Regions from separate parts of the Cricetulus griseus genome. Here region 1 is linked to region 2. The links are chromatin contacts, called in public Hi-C maps. All regions are on one chromosome and are shown on one strand. Each heading gives the region's core, a stretch centred on a gene start, on an enhancer-like site or on the middle of the called end of the contact. The rest is flanking DNA. Distances are from core to core; before and after follow the strand shown. Region 1 holds the start of Robo1 (roundabout homolog 1). Region 2 overlaps Robo1 (roundabout homolog 1).

Region 1 (7,125 bases), core at 3,165-5,664, 300 kb before region 2:
TGCATCGCCCTCATTAGCAGTAACAAGATCCTTTAAAGTAAATGAAAATGAATGATGCTGACTCTTTTCTTCCAGTGCCTAACTGGTTTTGAGTATATACCTGTGCTAATGACAGAGAAGCATCCAAATATTACAGTTACAATGTGCCTTATGTACACATATGGACACTAAATAGACCTAATATTTCAAACTACAAATAATTGTGAATTTGTTTACCATTTTATTAGTAGTACCCAAGGTGATGCTCTGATTGGGACTATGTCTCCAAATTGGGAAAAACAGTCAAAAATGCATTTTAGATTAGTATTTTGGACACCAAATAGTGTATAGATTACCCAGCAGTTTTGTGTAAGAGTTGCTAAATAAGCCGTTGTTTCCTGCGGGATGGTATATCTGAGTAGTCAGCAAAGCCTTACTGTGTGTCTCTTGCCAGATCTGCTCACTCACCAGATCTGCTGGAAGTTGTGGCTTGCATCCCAGGCTCTGTTTGATACTCAGGCGTCTTGCTAGGAAGGCAGACAGACAGACAGATGTTGTGGTTTGTTGTTTCCTCAGGACTCTGCTTTCCTGATCAGAATGAGGGCAATCTGGGATCCCTGGAGAGACCCTGGGACTTTTGTTATTTCCTGAATTCCTGCAACTGCACCCCCCACCCGGACTCCAGGAAAGATACAATCAAATGAGAGCAAGTGAGAGATCCCTGTAGCTTTGGCATTTTGCCTGTCAAAAGTCCCTAATCATGAGACTATTATTGGAATGCATTATTTTCAAGTTTCTCGAAACTTCTCGAAGATGCTCTGAGAGATCCTGAATTTGCTAAGCTTCATATAAGGTCAAAACTCTTGGAAGTGATCTTTAAAACCAGCTACTCTTTTTCTTCCTTCCCCTGCTTCCCCCTTCCTTTCTGCCTTTTTCTTTCACTTTTTAATAGAGCACACCATATAATGAATTTCATTATGGCAGTCCCCACCCATATTCTCACTAAAGTGATCTGAACTGAATATTTGAATGTAAATGTAGGCACACTCTTACCTTGGTTTTTTGTCTTCTGGACAACCTAGAGTGGCTCAGACTTCTGTTGTCCATGCCCGAGCTGTAGGAGGCCTGTCTTGAGTATGTTTCCTATGCATGTGCAAATACTTTTACTCATAGAACACACTGAGAATATTTTGTGCATTCTTTCTGGTACCTTAATGTTCAGTAACAAAGATGGGATGGTGACAAGGTGCTGTGAAAAATCCATCTCCACAATACTCAGAGCTATCAGTTCACCCAGTGGGTCTTTGTTTGTTGCATTTTGGGGCAGACCCTGCTCTAGAGTTGGTTTTATTCTTTGCATAAGAAGAAGCATTAGAGCTCTTAGGGCCTGGAGAAGAGGCTTATATTTGCATCTTATCTCATCAGCAGCCTTTATTTTCCTGTAGATGTTCACTCAGCAGTTGTTTGGATAGAAGTGAGTTGGAGAGTGAGTGAGTGAGTGAAAGAAAAGAGGGAAGTTGGCTAGCCCTCTGACTTGCACCTGTTATGGGTCCCTAATACCGTCTGCATGCAAACTCTTAATTTAGATGTCAATTTTACTGATATTCTTGACAGGACAATTTTAGAAAACACTTCAGATGAGAGTCTGTAATCGTTTCTTTCCTGGTGGGCACTTACTGTTGTCTCTCTAGGTAATTTCATCTTTAAGTCTGGAACAAAGGTGTTCAATAGTGTAGTCCACTGACGTTGAGAAACAGGAGTTAGGACTGATCTAGTTTCGATTCAATGGAAATGTTGTGGCTGTTGAAATAGATCTTTAAAAGGTATTTATTACTGTTTATTTATTTATTTTGTGTGTGTGTGTGTGTGTGTGTGTGTGTGTGTGTGTGAGTGTGAGTGTATGTGCAGGACAGGTATAGAGAAACCTGTGGAGGTCACCAGAGGGCATCAGATCCCCTAGAAGTTGAATTACAGACAGTTGTCAGCTCATCGTGGTGCTAGGAACAGAACCAGGGTCTTTCAAAGCAGTAAACACTCTTTCCCACTGATTCACCTCTCCAGCCCTCCCAGTGAAATTGATCTTGAGAGATCTCAATAAAATTGTGAAGACAGGGAGATGCACTGGGGAAGCAGTGTGAAAGGAATTCTTGCACAGGGTCTGCTTTTTCAGACTGGGTGTTTAATGGCACAGTCTGTATTTAGCATGCACGAGGCTCTCCCACACGGAACAGGATTGCAGTCACATACACACTTGCATGGGTGCACACACCTAAAATAAATGAAAATAAAAGGATATATCCCGCAGGGTATTGTTGGTGCATGCCTTTAATCCCAGCACTCAGGAGGCAGAGGCAAGTTCGAGGCCAATCTGGTCTCCAGATCGAGTGTCAGGAAACAAAAAAAAAAGAAAGAAAGAAAAAGAAAAAGAAAAAAAAGAAAGGATATATCCCTCACTAGATGGAACTTCAAAATCTTTATTTAAAGTTCACTTAAATAACTTGGAGATTTGTGGATTTTCTTTTTCTCCTGCTCTCCATCACACTAAGCTTATTTATTTCCTATTCCTAAGTTATCTTATCTTAAAAGGACATTTTATTCCAAGAAAAAGTAATTTTCTGTTCTTCACTAAATATCTCTTCACAGATACCAAATCAATGTATGTCTCTTACCATTTACTGCACGTTCCTGGTTTTATTGCTGAAAAGATTCTGGTTGGACTCTTTGAATTCTCATCACAGCTTGTTTACTGAGTTTCCAGTCAGCTTTCTCAGGCTAAAATTGTCTTTCACTTTTAAAGGCAGGGTGCTGTTAACTGGGTTTCTTCCCACAGACAGTTGCTCTGAGTTCATAGGTCATGACCAAAATCAGCACACAGTCTTCTTTTAAACTTGTACTTTACTTAGCTAATGCATGCACTCACTTCAGGGAAAACTAGAAAAGTACAACAGCACACACACACACACACACACACACACACACACACACACACACACACACGATGGATCAAATCCTCTTCACCTGATCTATCATATGCTACCTGCCACAGGCCAAGGTGCTAAGTATTCAGCTTAGAGTCATATATCATAACTTTGAAGAAAGTAACGTTAATAAAAACAATAGCTGTAAATGGCCAACACCTACCGTTTATGTTTACCGAGCCTTCAGCATACATTACATGGTTTTCGGTGTGTCATATGTAATAAAAAAAAAAAAAAAAAGGGAACAACGAATTCACGAAAACATCCTCTGTCAACTATCCCAGGCATATTTTACACTGGGCATAGTTGGCCTAATCATGAGGTAGCCTCACAGTCCCCATTGTTTTTTAGGAGAGAGAATAAAGTTGGTGTGATCACAGGAATAATAGCTAACGGGTACCTGATACCTTGGGATTTAGCAGGCCATCATTGCAAAGTTTAGAATATATGTAGCCTTCCCCAATTTGTTCCTCTTCTTTAACTGTTAACTCTCTGCTATGTAGAAGGTACCAAGTGGAAGAGACTCCTGTAAACATAATGAAGGTCCAAGACCTAACCCCTCGCTCCTAGAATTTAACCTTTCTATGGAACCCTCAGCAAATTCAAGGAAAAGAGAGTATCCATAGACTGATATTGTCTAGATATTGTCCATTCGCTCTGTCCTAAAGCCTCTTTGCTGAAAGATGAAACCAGTTTTGTGTTTGTTTATTTATTTAATGAGAATGGAGAGGGGTAAAGTTATTTGGAAGTTTACTGCAGTCCCCTGGAGCGGTAAAGAAGAGGTTAAGAGGGACCTGGAGGATTTTTGAAGGCTTTGGTTTGGGAGGTTCCATTTGGAAAAAAGGTGCAGGGGAGACTCTGATGGCAGGAGACCCAAGACAAGTTCTCCTTCACTTAGATTTCTGCTCCTGAGTAGTCGTAATCTCACCTGAGGGCGCAGTTGGGCACTCTGGGCATGTGGATGGAAATATTAACAAGCAGAACTTGTCTGAGCAGCGCCAGTGAGGACATGGCAGGGATCGCGCGTCCCCTTTAAAGGTTCCGGAGCCGGGCTGGAAAGGGAGGAAACCCGGGGCTGGGACTGAGGGGGAAACCCACAAGCTGCCGAGCCGAGAGGAGGCAGCGTGAGAGCAGAAACTTCAGACGCTGCAGCCCCGGGCGGAGCTCGGGCGAGCCTCGGCAGCAGACAGCATCCTCCTCCTCCTTCTGCTCGCGTCTCTTCACCAACTCTCGGCCTCCCGGAGGAGCTGCCCCTCCGAAGCTTCCAGGAGCACGGGGGTGAGAGCAGCCACCCCGGGAAGTTTGGACTGCAGCTTGCTTTGGAGGTGCGTTCGGCGCGCCCCTGTGGAAACAGGACCCGGAGCGATGCCGAGTGCAGCGCCTGGTTGGGGGCGCCCGGAAGGCGCGCTTGCATCCGCGGTCCTGGTGCGGTCCCCCGTGCTCTCCGCATCCCGCGAGTGATGGGAACAAGGGCCCGCCCAGGCAGCCTCTGTCGCCGTACCGCCCCTTCGCTCCCTCCTGGCGCACGGAGTCACCCAGGCGCACCCCGTGAACCTCGAGACTGCCCTCTCCAGCTGCTGCTGCTGCTACCTTGACTGCAATCACCGCCAGAGGGGGGTGGCCGGCTACGGACTGGCTCTCCTCTAGACGAAGGAGCACTTTTTGGGGGGCACCTCTTCATCTGCTCTCACACCCCAACTTTGCAATCGCCGCTTAGCGGCGCCCGGGCACACGCTGAGGAGGCGCACGCCGGGAGGCTCAGCAAGACTGTGGAGGCAGGAAACCGCTCCTCCGTTTCGGCTCTTTGTTGTTCCCCTTGGATGATCCTTGGAAGTGGCTGAGCCTCCTCGGAAACCCGGGGGCCAGAGAAGACAAACCTTGGAATTTTTCTTTGCAAAGGGCTCCGAGGGATTGACAAGCCTCCGGAGGGGTCGACGAGAAACTGCCCTGCAAACTCTTGGCGGATTGACTCACGTTGCTTATATTAAGCCTTTGTGTGTGGGGTGTATGGTGTGTGGCTTCCATAAATTTGGAGATCCCCGCTTCTGCTCCCTTCTCTTGGCATGAGACTGTATGCAGGACCCACCCGAGGACAATGATCGCGGAGCCTGCTCACTTTTACCTCTTTGGATTACTATGTCTCTGTTCAGGTAACCCGCGCCCTCTTTCTTCAGCCCTGATCCCCTTTGCTTGTCCTCACTGCACTTTTCATAATCGAACCCTGAACCCTGAACTGACTCTTGGCGACCTCTGCCTTCTAAGGCCAGAGGGGCCCGACCCTCCAGAACTTCTCCAGGAAAAGGTTTTTCTTTTCCCATTTGAGGTTGTCCCTCTGGCCTATCATCCCAAACTCCCCTGAAACCACCCCAAACCTCCTAGTAGCTTTCACCAAGTTCAGGGCACGCCCAGCTTACTCTGGGCAAACGCCTGTCTAAGCTTTTGGGTGGGAGGAGGCTGCGGGTTGTCCCCGAATTTTGGTCCCCGGGATGAGGCCAAATGAGTATCATCCATCTGAGGAATCCTAAGGGGTGCTGGAGTGGAGGGGGGAGTTGTGGGGGGCAGAGGATCCCCTCTTCCCAGGAATCCAGAATCTGTTCCTCCAATCCACTCCAGCTCAGGGGGTTGTTAGAAGTTGTTTTATGTAAACCAAAGTCTGTAATTAAGTTCGATTCCGAAGAAACTTGAGGAAATAACTCGTTCTCATGGTAGGATCTAAACTAGCCACTGCCTGGCTGGGCTTAGAAGGGAAACGGGTGGTTGCAAGTGTCTGAAAGGGAACAGTTAAGTTGCCTGGATGTTCTTGTTGGCCAGACAGAACAGAAGGTTGCCTTAGGATGAATTAAATAGTTCTGCAACTCCATATGAAGTACTGGAAAGACGAGGCTTAAGATACCTTCTGTCCTAAGAGAAAGCACAGTGTGGGGGGCTTGCAAACAGTTTTCCTGCACGCCTTAAGAATCTTCAACTATGGATGACTGAAGCATGCACTCAACTTTTGTTTCTTCCCTTTTGGTAAATTATGATTTCAGTCATGGATCCAGTTTCAGGCCTACACACACACACACACACACACACACACACACACACACACACACACACACACACACACACAACCTTATAGTCACATACTGAGTGAGCTTCAAGTTGCATCAGGGCCTGAATGTAGAGTCACATAATTTGCATAATTATGAAATAATGTTGAGGCTAGTTTGAACATTTGTGGTCTATGGTGATTCTTTAAGTTTAGATCAAAGGTTCCCCTTAAGCTAAGAGGCTACAAAAAGGAAGGGAAAAAAAAAGGAAAACCCACAAGAAATAAAAGATAGCAAATAAATGCCTAAAAGAATGTAAGCTCCTGAGATATTTCCTTAGCTGAAAGTTGAAAGGCACATTTGAACTAAGCTAAATAGAAAACATGCTAAGTTGTTGCTGCTTTGAAGAAAACAAAAATTGAAATTTCAGCCTTGACTATCTCATCTATGTCACAGTGGATGGATGAGAAGATTAAACCAACTCTTTGGGGGCCCTTCTCCCCCCACTTCCAACTTCCCCTTTCTGTATGGCAGCCTTTATTCTCAGTTTGCATATCTAGATGATTGAATAGTCCCCCACTCCCCATTCTGAGCCATGGATGCAAATCCAAAATATTAAGATCTGATCTATCTGGCTTTTGAATCCCCCCCCCCCCATCTCCCCTTGGTTTAATTTACAGCCTCAGATACCTTTGAGTTTTTTTTTTTTTTTTTTTTTTTTTTTTTTTTTTTTTTGTTGATTCACCTTCTCTGCTAAAGTTTGTTCACGTGTGTAAAGGAAGGTGTCAGTGTGATGAATGACTGGGGGGAAGATTACTGAGATAGGGGGATTAATGGTCATTAGTCACTGTTGGAGCTGAGTTTGTGTATGTTGGGACATTTTATCATGGCTGTAGATTAAAGATAGGGTCACACTAATAGGGTATCCCTGAAAGCTTGTCCTGTCAGCCATCAAATTCTGTCCTCATATGTGTGTGGGGAGGTGGAGTCTTCGCTCATGTTTAATAATTTGAACAGGACTCAATATCTGAGATCCCAATTTGAATACATGTGGGGCATGTTTAGACTCTTAACGCTAACGTGAGTTCTAGGCTTCATCTTCATTTAATTTGTTTGTGAGCCATTGACTTTGTAGC
Region 2 (7,272 bases), core at 2,053-4,552:
CAGGTTCCCCAGCTGTCAGTCTGGAGTCCCTGAGCTCCCACTTGTTCAGGTCAGCGGTTCCTATGGGTTTCCCCTATATGGTCCTGACCCCTTTGCTCATCACTCCTCCCTCTGAACAACTGGACTCCAGAGTTCATCTCAGTGCTTAGCTGTGAATCTCTGCTTCTGCTTCATCAAGTGCCAGATGAAGGCTCTAGGATGGCATTCAAGATACTCATCAATCTCATTACAAGGGAAGGGCATTTAAGGGACCCTCTCCACTATTACGTAGATTTCTAGCTAGGGTCATCCTGGTGGATCCCTGGTTTCTTGTTAACCCCACAATGGCTCTCTCTATCAAGGTACCTCCTTCCTTACTCTTCCTCTCTGTCTTTCCCCCAGCTTGACCTTCTAGATCCCTCATGCTCTCCTCCCGTTCTTCTGCCCTCTTCCCTACTTCCCCAGCCAAAAGGCATTTATCCTATGATTGGAGGGGGTGGGGTATTCAATATTAGCAGACTAAAACATCCGGTTTTGTTTTGTGTAGGTTGGTAACACAACTAAATGTGTGTGTCTCAATAAACAGTCTATAAATAGTTCTGAATCCCCCCAAAAAAATCTTTGTTGTTATTGTTCTTTACCCTGCATTCCTTTTACTTCTTGAAACGAAGAAACCCATCTGCACTTTAGAAAGTCTCTTGAGCTGTGAACAACTGTTGTTGAGTATCGAGTCTATTGAGCTTAGCAAACAGTTCCATGTCCCCCCAATAGTATGACATAAAGGAGACCTGAGCCCAGGTTTCCTCCTGAATCTTTTAGTATCCATGAGACTGAAAAGAAATGATTAAATCCTCCATGCAATATAGTAAACTAAACCAATGTCAATTAAATGATGGGAAGGGCTCTTATCTAATCAGATTTAGTTTATTAGACCTTGCCTAGGTTTCTGTGTTCCTGCCTGTGTACTCCTTTACTTGCCGTCTCCCTTGGTTGAGAAGATCCCCAGGTTCCTCCTAGGAGATGTGCTGATCATCAGCTTGCTACACTCAGTTTCCCCTTGCCGCCTTGTGAGCTTCTCGTTTTCGGTCCTCTCAGCTGTAACCCCACGTTCTTTCTTTTCCTGTGTAGTTCGAATCATTGCAGCGGGGTTTATCTCACTCAGAACTGTGCCAGTGCTCTCACGCTCAGCAGTAAAATGATCATGACATGGTAGGAGGCGCTCTTAAAAATTCCCGTTTGCCGCTGTTATCTTTGCCTCCTGCCCTTTTCGGCTGACACAGGTTTTCTGCTTGCTCTGGCGCTCCCCCTCCCCACACACAGGTCTTTGTTTCTCTTCTCCTGATACTTATACAAAGGTTGAGCTGTAATGGATAGAGAGATGCTCAGTGGCTAAGAAGCCTTGCTCTGAAAGCATAAGGACTTAGCTTTGAACCCCAGCAGCATCCACATAAAAACCCAACCATGACCACTTACGGAGTGCTGTGACACTAGGTGCCATGGGGAATTGGGCAGAGACATGAGGGTCACTGGTGGGTTTGCTGGCAGTGAGCCTGGTGCCAGGCTCATTGAGAGATCCTGTCTCAGGGCAATAAGGCAGAGAGATAAAACAGAAGAGCGAATGTCCTTCTCTGGCCCTGAAGATGCATGCATGCGGGCACACACACACACACACACACACACACACACACACACACACACACACAACACACACACACACACACGAACCACGAACACATATACACACAAACACACGAACATGTACACACACACACAAAGAAGGTAAGTTTGCTTATTTTTCTCTGTATTCAGGGTGACTTCACAGTTCCGCCGATTCTGCTTTTCGGAGAGTTATTGTCCGTGCATGGCATAGGGCCTGACCGTGTTCTTGGATTGTTGCAGATGTCCCACCAACCAGTCAAGGGGTGGACCACAAGCAGGTCCAGAGAGAGCTGGGGAATGTCGTCTTGCACCTCCACAACCCTACCATCCTTTCCTCCTCTTCGGTGGAAGTACACTGGACTGTGAGTTTGTGTAACATGTGTGTTGTTTTTTAATAATCGGGATTTCTGTGAGATTATTACATGTAGGGAATTGACATCACTGTTTTTCACTTCCACACCAATGTTAATTTTATTATGCCAACTATCTGCCTTTAACATATATATAGAGAGAGATAGATATATTTCTATATATCTATATCTATATATATGCTAAAATAATTAAGCCCGCTAGTGTCAAGGGAATCACGAAGTCTTATGACTTGAATACATGACATATGGCATGCATTTTTTTTTTATTTAGGAATACTTCCAAGTAGTCTTGAGCAGACTTTTAAAATGTTTTCTGAATTTGGGAACTGTATGCATATGCACAATGTATTTTGGTCATATTCCCTCTCCCCTGCTTCCCCTCATGTTTCGGACCTCCCCACCACTTCCAACTTAACACTAGTAGGTTTTCAAAACCAAAATGGAAAGCGGCCTTCTCTAAAATGCCCACATGTCTCTTATATGATTTGCCACCCATAGTGAAGTCCTACGTTTTTGCTGAAACATAATATAATATTATTATTATAGAAACTAGTGATTCCTTACAGTTGTGTACTAGAAATCCACACTGTGGCGTCCCATTGGTTGTTTTTTTTTTTTTTTCTTTTCTACTTGTTGCATTGTTCTTATTACTTTGCATCGAAACAAGAAAACAGTGTGACTAATGCCATTTTTATTCATCATTTTAATAGGTGGACCAACAATCTCAATATATCCAAGGATATAAAATTCTCTACCGGCCATCGGGAGCTGGCCACAGTGAATCTGAGTGGTTAGTTTTTGAAGTGAGGACACCAACCAAAAATAGTGTGGTGATCCCTGATCTCAGAAAAGGTGTCAACTATGAGATTAAGGCTCGCCCATTTTTTAATGAGTTTCAAGGAGCAGACAGTGAAATCAAATTTGCCAAAACTTTAGAAGAAGGTATGTATGATGGAGTGGGCTTCCGGGCCATGCAAGGTATCTCCTGTGCTTTTGAACTAATGGAGGTTGTTTAAAAGTTAGTAGTGATGTTTATTATTAATCTGTGTATTTTAAAATATTTTGCTATGGCAATTTATTTACTTACAGCAAGTATAAGTAACATAATGTTGTAACAAGTGACTTGCTTCAGTGGCAATGTGCACAAAATAGGTGAAAGTGTTAACACTATTACTAGAATTCATATTCAAAGCTCATGATTTGCTGGCTTTTTTATTCACGGAAGCTAACGTTAATGGGGTGTAGATAAGGTGAGTAATATCTGGGTTTGCCCGGACTTTCCAGAGTCTGCATTTTCTCCTGATGCCTCATGCTAGGAAACCCTGTAGTTCTTGGCAAACCAGTATTTCCACCCCGCTGAAAACTGAAAAGAGGATTCACATAAAGAATTTCATTTCGCAGTATACTTTTTTTAAAAAAAGGAATTTTCTCTAATTGTGACTTTATAGATGATAGGTTATAGTAAAACGTAACAAAATTGGTGTTCTTTTTCCTATTTTTGTACATTTTTAAGGAGAACATATGAGATTGGAGTGACAGGCTAGAAGGAACAGAGGATGTTCTAAGGATGTTTTTAGTTTTTAGAAATGGATCACTAGTCTGCATATGGGTGAATGTGTGTAGGTATATGACATCATAGTAAAGACTTGGGGAAAGTATTTTTTCTTCTTCCTTGATATCCAGGGGCATAACTAAGGTGGACAGTTTTTCCCTGCCTATGCATTTGCTTGTTGAGCCATCTTGATGCCCTGTCCTGGGGTGTTTTGTGCTGCAATTGCAACTGGTTACAAAAAATTCACAGTATCAATGATTTAGTATAACTTGGAGAAGAGTTATAGTTTGGAGCCCTTGAGTGTTGGGTGTTACCCATACTTAAAGCATTCAGCATCTGTATGTTTACTGTGTGTTTTTAAATACTGTGTGTTTTGGCGTTCTGTACACTCTGTTATATTACAATTTAATAGCACCAAGCGCCCCTCCCCGAAGTGTAACCGTATCAAAGAATGACGGAAATGGGACCGCGATTCTTGTCACTTGGCAACCGCCTCCAGAAGACACTCAGAATGGAATGGTTCAAGAATATAAGGTAACAAATACACTTAGGACATTCACTGGCAGCCCTCATGGCTCACCGAAAAAAGGAACCTGTATGGATTGTCTATTGTCCTTTGTCGCCATCTGCTGGCCCAACAGCCAACATGTAAAATTATTTCTCAGATTCTATTATTTTGGAGTAATTGTCTATACTAGAAAAAGCTATTTGGAAAGAAAATAAGCAAAAATTAAAAGAAAGGTTGTAAGTGGATTGAATCAGGAACATCTCAATAGCAAATAAGTGTGTCCTTTTTCAGCGTTTCTGCAAACACAGTGTGTGTGTGTGTGTGTGTGTGTGTGTGTGTGTGTGTGTCTTTTACCATGGCAAATTTTAACTGTAAAGCATACACTCCTGTACTTAGCATCGCTCTGATGCCTGCATAGTTTTCTGGTTATTAGCTAGCACCATTATTGAGGTTAGAACATGCACATATCTGGCTCTGCATCTGTGAATATGAACCCGTACCTGGAAACATTAATTATTGTGTGTGTGTGTGTGTGTACATGTGTGCCAGGGTAAGTGAGGCAAGTCAGACAACAACCAAGACTCTGTTTTTGCTTCTCCTGTGCAGCTTCTGGGGGTCTAATTCAGATGGTGAAGCTTAGTGACCAGCTCCTAATCCACTCAGACATCTTGCTGGCTTGGAGCATAATTAGTTTTTGAGTCCCAAATTGATACACACCTGTAATTCCACTTCTTGTGGAATTACACAAGGCAGGAGGATGAGAGGTTTGAGACACACACACACACACACACACACACACACACACACACACACACACCAAAACAGAAAACAAAATACGCATTTTTTTTGTTTGGTTTTTACTATGTGTAGTAACTAAACGTAAGTTGAATGGTAGACATAGTATTTGGAAATGATTTTTTTTGAAACAGAAAAATAACCTTGTAAAATTTTTGTCCATGAGCTATTCATGAACTTGTTGAGTATTGCATAGGGCTGGGGAGAGGGTACAGTCAGTAAATACGTGCAGCGTGAGCATAGAGGCCTGAGTTTTATGCAGAAGCTGCTGGAAAAAGTAGGAGTTGCACGTGCCTGTAAGCTGTAAGCCCTGTATTAGAGTAGCCCAGGCTTGCTGACTCTCTCTCTCACACACACACACACACACACACACACACACACACACACACAGAGAGAGAGAGAGAGAGAGAGAGAGAGAGAGAGAGAGAGAGAGAGAGAATACTTTTAAAGACTGCTATATATGATAGATAGTTCAAAGCATTTCAAATAAAAATTTCCCTTGGAATTGATTCATTAAAAGATACAAATGGCCCTCATTTTAAATGCTTTCTCATAAGAGCTCAGGTTGTTTCGGTACTAGGGTGTAGCAGGATACGATATTTCAGCCCAGGGAAGCAGACTATTGTAGAAGCATTTGTAAAAGAGCCTAAAATTTGATGATGTCTTGGCTCCCAAGCCAAATTGTGTAACTTAGAGATTTTCCCCTAAGAGTCAGTACTCATTTCTCTCCTCAAGAAATGTGCAAGGATGGATTTCACTTAACTTCATGGTCAATTTAAAATAATAAAATGCCGTTCTGAACCTGATTGACTGGTACAAAATCAGTTTGTGGCTTTTGGTTCAGCTGTGTAATGTAATTGCTGGGAAAAAATTCACAAAGGAGTCTCTTTCCAATGGGCAGGTCCAGATAGAATGTCTCACCATTTGTGGGTATTGTGCATTGAAACTGTATTTTGCAGTAATAAAAACTTGGCAAAGAAAAAGTTAAAAGTTAAAGGTGATCGAGAACTTTGGTGTTTTGACTGATGCTGTCTGTGTTCCTAGTATAATTTAGGTAATAAATAGCCCATCCTAGCTAGTCCTTCCTACTGCTGGAGGGGATTTCAGAGAGTCCAGAGTATTATGAATGCCATTCTAGATAACCACTTCCTTATGGAAACAATAATAGTATCTTCATCCCCTATATCCATTTATTCAAAATTACCCTTCTATAGGTAATCTTGTAATAACATGTAAAGCCAGACTTAGAGTGTAGTCAAACTTTCAATTCCATAAGTAGATGGTTTCTTACTGCATGTCACTGTCAAAGTTCATGACTACACAGAGTACCTTTTCATTACAAGAGTTTTCTTGCATCAAGTGTATATGGTTACTTTTTGATTCCCAATGTGTTATGAAACAGAAATTGTTATCTCAATTTATTTTGAAGCTCTGTTATTATTGTTTATTGCTCACAGTCCAACATAGCATACACTAGATAAACCCTAGGGTGTTACCTCTTGGTAATATTTTATTTTCAATACCAACCATATTTACATGAAATGTTTTAGATTATTCAGGAGCTCTTCGGCCTTCTCAGACAACTGTTTCTTGGTTTTGATGTTCATGTGATGTGTTAGTTCTGGTTCATTCTTCCCCGAAGTATCAGGCTCTGTGCTTCTTACACACACACACACACACACACACACACACACACACACACACACACAGTTTTTGTTTTGAGACAGGGTTTCTCTGTGTAACAGCCTTAGTTGTCCCGGCCTCAATCACAGAGGTCTGCCTGCCTCTGCCTCCCCAGTGCTGGGATAAAGGCATTCGCCACCACCACCCATCCCTATGCACCTCTGTTTTCTGGCATCCAGTCATATGGAGTTCCTCTTGTAGTATAATTGTAAGATGATGGCACATACTTTGTGTGAATGTTCAGTCTTCTGCAGAATAATTTTTAATTTCTTCATGAAAATTTCTTGATGTTAAAAAAAGACATGCAAAACCTTAATGAAGTGGGCTGATGAGAGCCTTGTGAGAGCTATAACCGTGTTATAGCAAGTTGACCAATTTATATGATATGATTCTTAAAATTATTTTTATTTGTTTTATCTATTTACTTTTGTTTGTGCCAGTGCACACTGAGGCCAGAAAGGGATATCAGATCCTTCAGAAATGTAGTTACAGATGCTTATGGACTAAACTACATGGGTGTTTGGATCTAATCTCTGGTCCTCATGATACCTGATTATGTAGCAAGCCTTCTTAACTGTTGAGACTTCTCTCCATCCCCTATATCAATGGTTAAACACCTCTTTCATGAGGGTCGCCTAAGACCATCAGAAAACACACATTTACATCATGGTTCCTAATAGTAGCAAAATTACAGTTATAAAGTAGCAATTAAAATAATGTTAGTA

Evidence for each region. Hi-C and Micro-C count contacts between places; a contact is called where the count stands out from the background.
Region 1: a contact with region 2 is called in a Hi-C map of the CHO-S cell line, with 12 times the contacts expected there. The contact joins the promoter of Robo1 here to the enhancer-like site in region 2. A contact is called at or near these places in 6 of 8 Hi-C or Micro-C datasets (the CHK-Q cell line, the CHO-K1 cell line, the CHO-S cell line and 2 more).

The regions. Positions count from the first base shown.
Region 1 is chr4:22,178,714-22,185,838 of CriGri-PICRH-1.0, reverse strand. It overlaps Robo1 (roundabout homolog 1), which reads left to right and starts at 4,414. Exons shown (of 30, transcript XM_027412417.2): 1 at 4,414-5,107. The coding sequence starts at 5,053.
Region 2 is chr4:21,874,016-21,881,287 of CriGri-PICRH-1.0, reverse strand. It overlaps Robo1 (roundabout homolog 1), which reads left to right. Exons shown (of 30, transcript XM_027412417.2): 14 at 1,879-2,000; 15 at 2,720-2,951; 16 at 3,974-4,095. Among named protein-coding and RNA genes, the nearest start is that of Trnar-ucg, 220 kb to the right of the region's middle. Within about 2 kb of position 3,302, at least 1 of the 6 cell types and tissues checked has open chromatin away from gene starts, as enhancers often do. A contact at or near this core is called in the CHO-K1 cell line, where this site is marked.